2 separate regions of the Mus musculus genome follow, and region 2 is linked to region 1. The links are chromatin contacts, called in public HiChIP or PLAC-seq maps. All regions are on one chromosome and are shown on one strand. The core of a region is the stretch at or near the end of the contact, and the rest is flanking DNA. Distances in the headings are between cores, read along the strand shown.

The links. HiChIP or PLAC-seq counts read pairs in DNA pulled down with a chosen protein or histone mark.
Region 2: a contact with region 1 is called in an H3K4me3 HiChIP or PLAC-seq map of embryonic forebrain, with 5 times the contacts expected there. The contact joins the enhancer-like site here to the promoter of Med6 in region 1. A contact is called at or near these places in 2 of 39 promoter capture datasets (both in embryonic stem cells), 3 of 484 Hi-C or Micro-C datasets (the G1E-ER4 cell line, cerebral cortex and embryonic fibroblasts), 6 of 115 datasets of contacts at active chromatin or transcription factors (the NIH/3T3 cell line, the SCID.adh cell line, embryonic forebrain and 3 more) and 2 of 9 other capture datasets (embryonic stem cells and liver).

Annotation. Positions count from the first base shown.
Region 1 is chr12:81,593,273-81,596,489 of GRCm38.p6, forward strand. Med6 (mediator complex subunit 6) reads right to left here and starts at 1,736. Exons shown (of 8, transcript NM_001347384.1): 1 at 1,668-1,736. The coding sequence starts at 1,689.
Region 2 is chr12:80,997,453-81,000,675 of GRCm38.p6, forward strand. No RefSeq gene overlaps it. Among named protein-coding and RNA genes, the nearest start is that of Smoc1, 28 kb to the right of the region's middle. Within about 2 kb of position 1,354, at least 50 of the 459 cell types and tissues checked have an H3K27ac peak or open chromatin away from gene starts, as enhancers often do. A contact at or near this core is called in embryonic forebrain, where this site is marked.

The DNA.
Region 1 (3,217 bases), core at 486-2,985:
CTAACAATTCCATTTACCATAAAATGTACATTTCTTTTAGCTGCTTTAGGAAACGATAACTTTTTCCTTAAAAAAGTTTTATCTTTCTGCCATTACCAGGCATAACCATTTCATGTCCATATCTATTAACTAACCATTGGTAGGTAGGTAAGATCTATAATTATACATACAATATTATGCACATTAAATGCTTGGCACACTGTAACCCAATAACTGTTACAGTAGTAATGGTGGCATTTTCTCTGTTCTCATGGCAAATTTATATACTTTTATTACTAATTCTTTTTTTAAATTAATTTATTTTATAATTGCAAGTACACTGTGGCTATCTTCAGACAGACCAGAAAAGGGCATCAGATCCCATTACAGATGGTTGTGAGCCACCATGTGGTTGGTGGAATTTGAACTCAGGATCTCTGAAGAGCAATCAGTACTCTTAACCCGCTAAGCCATCTCTCTAGCCCCCTTATTACTAATTCTTATTCCATAACCAGAATCACAGATAATCTGCTCCCACTAAATTGTGAGTTTTTATTCATCAGGAATGAGCATAATAATCACTAAATGCTTCCAATCCATGCCTGAAGGTCAAGGCAAGTATGACTTACTTTATTATTCACAGATCTCAATCAATTTAAACAGCCTCATGTATCCATGGACATTCATCTACAAAAACTGAAATGAAAAGTCAAGTCTGAAAATAAAAGGTAAGTTGTGATCACTTCATAAACAGAATATACCAAAAACCAAGCAGATTTAACCTTCTCACTAATGCAGTCATCACTCTTCCAAGCTACCTCTAATTTCTGTCCATCCCAGAAAAGCCCTGGTTTCGTTTTGTTTTCCTTTTTTTGTTTCTAATTCTATCCCTGACTTTTACACTACTGTCAGCAGCTAAAATGATCTAGTAAAGAAATGCGTAAATGAAAAAAAAAAAAGACAAAGTCAGAATATGCCGTCCCTGTTGACTGTTCTCTCACATTTATCTTTCCAGATCTTCTCTTCTACATCTCCTCCCTATGCCAGCTTCTCTGCCATTCCTCTAAACACCAGACACATTACAATTACGCTAACAAATCTAAGTAATAAGCAATCCACTATGTACATGTATGAAATTGCCAAGAGGAAGAATGAAATATACACAAGCAAAAACAAACTGCTAAACAAAATGCTACCCGACCAAGAAGCTAGTAAGAGGTTGAGTCTCCATTCATTTATTTATTCTTACTCAATGAAAATATACCTCTACTGCTCAGCTTGCCGAAGGCAACCACTGAATGAATGATAAGTGAAAGGTATTATAGGCTAAAATTTAAAATTATTAATAAGAAGACGGGGATTTCTGTCCGGGGACCCATAAGGTGGGATCAGCCCTTATCTTATTCCACTTCTCTCTTCCGAAAAGCTATCCCTTCGCCCCGACATAACGCCCAGCATTGTGAGAGAAACCCCTAAATTGTTTCTAGTTTTTCCGCATCTACCCTTTTAAAGAGACTCGTCAGAAAACGGGAAAGCGCGACCCCTTTTCGTTAGATTAGAGCCTTAGGGTATCCAGGAGCCACTCAGAAGAACTTGAGAGACCTCACAAAAGAGGGTAACGCTGACTTCCGCAAGCTATGAAACCCCAGTAAACCACAATCTGGTAAGGGGAGCATAAAATTAATTACCTCGGATATCCACCGCCGCCATAATTCCAAAAGCGCTATAAGAGCCTCCTTCCGGCGCACAGTAAAGGCGATGACTACCGCGACGGAAGCGGAGGCTGCCGGCCGTACGGTTAGCGGGGAGGTCAAAAGTATTCACGCGGAGCGCGGCGGCAGGAAAAAAAAAAAGTGTTTGGGGGCGGGGATGAGACCTAAAGTGGGTGGAGCCGGGTTGAGCTTTGGTCGTTGGACACGGGCGGGAAAGAAGAAGGCGTGTCACAGGGTGGCGGCGGGGAGGGGAGGGGATTGGGACACGCAGAAGGATGGCGCAGGGAAGGCGGGGCCTGTAGACCTGTGGAGTAAGAAGATAAAGAATGACCCCCTCGCTTAGATGCCAAACTGCAGCTGGCAGAGGTTGTAGTAACAGAGCCAGAACAAAACAAACAAACAAAAAATAAGCAAAGCGTTAGGCCCAAACAGTGGGGAAAGTAATTTCATTTACAAGTAAAGAGGTTAAACAGAGCGCTGCCTCGTGCTCACTACTAACATTCTAAAATTCTCTAAACCAAGGCTTTCACTTGTAATCCCATCTCTCAGGAGGCAGAGCCAAGTGCATAACAAATTTGGGGCCAGCCTGGACTACACACAGAGACAGTATTTTTAAAAACCTCATGAGTATAAAAACAAACTGTTAGACTTAGGAGCTCCGTTTTTCACCTTATCTCAAGCAGAGAAAATCAAGAGACTTTGTTATTCCTGTTATTGAACCAACTAAAAACCTAAACCAGTTAAAAACCTGTAGCATTTTATGACTAAATTTCAAGAGATAGGAAGGGAATTCAGGGGTGAATTATTAACAAGATTAAAAAGAGAAAAGGAACTGGGCGTGGTGGCGCATGCCTTTAATCCCAGCCTGGTCTACAAAGTGAGTTCCAGGACAGCCAGGGCTATACAGAGAAACCCTGTCTCAAAATAAATAAATAAATAAATAAATAAATAAATAAATAAATAAATAAATAAATAAATCAATAAATAAATAAATCAATAAATAAAATTTTTAAATGAGAGAAAAGGAACGAAAAAACAACAACAAAAAAGAGAGAGAGAGAGAGAGAAGAGGAATTCCTTGAGTAGTGTCTAAACACTTGAAGGCAGGGAACAATTCTGTGATGTGAGGAAGCCATAGAAACCCACAACAGAACGTTCTGTCTCTAGTGTGGTTTTCTAAAAGCAAAATGATGGAGATGCTTACAAACAAGATACAGAAACTGAGAGGAGAACCCCAAAACCTGAAGGAAGGAACCTAAATTCACAAAACTAAGGACTACCTAGGCTCCCCCAGCATGTAACCAGAATCCACAAACAAGGCAGGAGAACCATTAATTTAACTGGGACTTTTCGACTCACAGATCAAAGAATTCCACATTTTAAATTCTCAGCATAATAAATACATCACACACACACACACACACACACACACACACACACACACACACACGTTGGTTTTCAAGACAAGATTTTTTAGCTGTCCTGGAACTTGGTTTGCTGACTAGGCTACCAAGCTGGCCTTGAAC
Region 2 (3,223 bases), core at 104-2,603, 600 kb before region 1:
GGCTGGTCCTGAGAGATGAAAGAGGTTCATCGTTCTCTAAAGGTGGTCAGGCAGACTCACAAAAAGGACAGTTGCTTCTACTGGGGACTTGGCAAGTATCAGGAGGTTTGTTATTACTTAATTTATCCTCGTAAACCCTCTGTGTTATAAGTGGAGGAACTGAGGCACACAGGGCCTCGGAAAGTTCACCAGGGCCACAGCATCAGTACGTGGGGCAGCAAGGCTTTTGTACCCTGCCACATGCTCGGCACCGTGTGCACTATGCACCCTGTGTATAGTTTCTCCATGTTCTCCATAGCCCTTTGAGCGTGGTGTGATGGACTCTGCCATGCACCTGAGGACTCAGATTTATATAGTTTGCCCAAGGCTATAATTTTACAGGGGCCATGATTCAAATGTGAATTTCCATCTTGCAGGTGCCTGGGGGGTATCAGACAGGGGAGGAGGCCAGGATGACCTTTCCCCTCAGTCACAGTCTTAGGAAGTCATGCAAATGCCTGCCTCATGTCTTTGATTTGTAGCAGGAGTGGGAGGGTGTGTGTGGGAGTGTGTGTGTGGGAGTGTGTGTGTGTGACAGATTTAGACCCAGATGTCAATTTGGGAAAACACTTGAGGATTTGATTTTTTTAAAATAGCCCTCTAAATTGTGGTGTTGGGGAAAAAACAATTACCACCGCCTAAGCAAATGGGGCAAACAATCTTAAAAAACAAAAAAGGGGGGAGCACATTAAATCAGTTGTGGGAAAGCTCATGATGGTGTATTTTGCAGCTGTTTTAAAATATCACATTTTCAAAGACTATGAACGTACAAAAACTCCCTGATGTAAATAAAGGCAGGAGATACAACCAGATACACAATATGACTCTAATTATACAATGATAATTTTATTCATGACTTCTTATGCTCAAAGAAGACAACTAAGGGAAAATACTTGGTAGAGCTGATGGTTTGTTTTGGGCTGTGACATTAAAGGCTATTTAAATTGCTTTAATTATTTTGTTATGCACTTGCCAAATGTTTCACGAAACTGCCCCTCTCCATTTTGGGGTTGAAAATCATCGATGTGGCTTGCAAAACAAGGCATTTTAAAGATGGGGAAACTGAGTTTCAGATCCTCATGAGCAAGGTGGCTCAGGCCAATAGTAAGCCAGGTGTGTTTGCCCAGCTGGTCCTAGCCTATGCAAGGGGGTGCATACGTCTCCCACAGGCACGAGGGAGTGATGGCGCAGGAACTTGTGGCACCCTCCCCCAGGGGCACAGCTGGAGCGAAGCGAGGTGTGGGGGAGCAGCACTGGAGTGGGGGCTGGGTGGAAGCAAAGATTGGGGAACCTTTCAGAAATGGAAACCAGATGAGCCGTTCAAAGGGGAGCAAATTCTCCACGGCGCCCTCCTTTGTTGCGAGCGTGTGAGGCGGCGGCAGCTGCGCGCCTCGCTCCCAGCCCATGGCTCGATGGGGCGGACACGGATAACTGCATTAGATGCACTCAGCTCTTTTCAATAAAACGCTCTTGTTGAAGGCACAATAGGGGGAACGGGGCAGCAACCCCAGGCCGGGCTGGGGGCACCCTGCGTCCCCCTGGAGAGCGGAGAGCACACTCATTTTTCAGGCTCAGCTAATTGGCATTGGACCCGCTGCGCGGTTCCAAAGGAGAGGCAGGCTGCTCAAGTCCACTGTCACCGGAAATGAGGCCGTCCTCCACTCGGATCGTGGGTCTTTAGACGCAACCCAACCGCGGTGCAGCTGGCCCTGTAGGAGGTTCAGATGCCCTACGGAAGACAAAGAGGCCTGAAGGTTCTCCTAAGGGTTTCAGCTCCAAACACCCGGGAAAGAAGCAAGTGACAGCTCTAGGTATCAAATACAGTTTCCAGGCTGGGCCACTTCATGTGTGATGACCCAACTGTCACACCTTTTAAGTAGACTTATTTATTTATTTAATTATTAAGACAGGGTCTCTCTATGTAGTCCTGGGTGTCCTAAAACTCTCTAGGTAGACCAAGCTGGTCTTGAACTCCTAGCGATCCGCCTACCTCTTTTTATTCATTTTAAAAATCAGAATGTTTTCGCCAACCCCAGCACAGACTAGAGGACTGCTTTAACTCCAAATGCAATGTTTACCCATCTTTACAGATGTGCAAATCCAGGCTGGAAAGGCTGCAGGCTTGCTGAAATTGTACACCTGGAGTTTGAACCCAGGTGTGTATGACTTTAAAGCTGGGTGTTTGGCACTGTTGACATTTTAGCTGGGGTCTTTCTTGTGAGGGCTGTCTTGTGTGTGTCTGGATGTTTGACAGCATCCTTGGCCTCTGCCCTTCAGGTGTGACCCCATCCCCCCATGAGTTCAGATTTAGTCAAAAGCCACCCTCCCTTGGGGGAGCTGCCCTTGTTTAAATGGGAGAGCCACCATTTAAAGCACTCCTAACCTGCTGCGTGTGCTGGCAAGCGAGCCTTCTCTGGGCTCATTAATTTAATCTTTTTCGAAACAATAGAATTCCTCTTGGATTCTTAAACATCAGTCCTGTGGTTTGCAGAGCATGTGGCGGAAAGGGTGATTGGAATTAGACAAGGCCAAATTTCATACCGAATCTGAAGGAGCCCAGAGTGCAAGGAAACTTGACTTGGGTGTCTGTCTGCCCACATCCTCACAGGCCCCAATGGGCTAAGAGTGGCCACAGTCCCTCCAACTGTCCCCTTCGTTTCTCTTTACTAAGACTGTCTCAAGCCAGCGCTGGGCACTGGAAGAGCCTAAAACATCAGAGAAAGTCCTGGTGAAGGGTGGCATGAGGGAAGTGGACACTGCCAGGGCAAAAATAGAGCCTTAACCTGGCACTGAAATAAGTAAGGAGGGGACCTCATGTGGGGCAGCCTGTCCTGTTGCTGGTCCACTATTACTAGGAAGACCGTATAACCTGATTTTCACTTCTGACTGCAACTTGTGAGTGATTCTAAAATAGTCACCTCTATTCCCCAACCTACTATGGTGTTCAGTGGCTGTAACCTACTGATCATTTCTGTTTCCCAGGCCCCAAAGCTTACCCGAGCCACTCAAAAGCCAGTCCCAGGCTCCAGAGCCACAGAGACCGGAGACCTGTTTCAGGTCTCCATTTTTTCCTACGAGGTTGGGCTCCCATGTGTTCGTTCACGTTCCTAGTCCCACTCTGTGGATCTGATAGAAAGGTCATCACTGAAGACACCCGGGGGAGTTCATTTCCACACGAACAGGT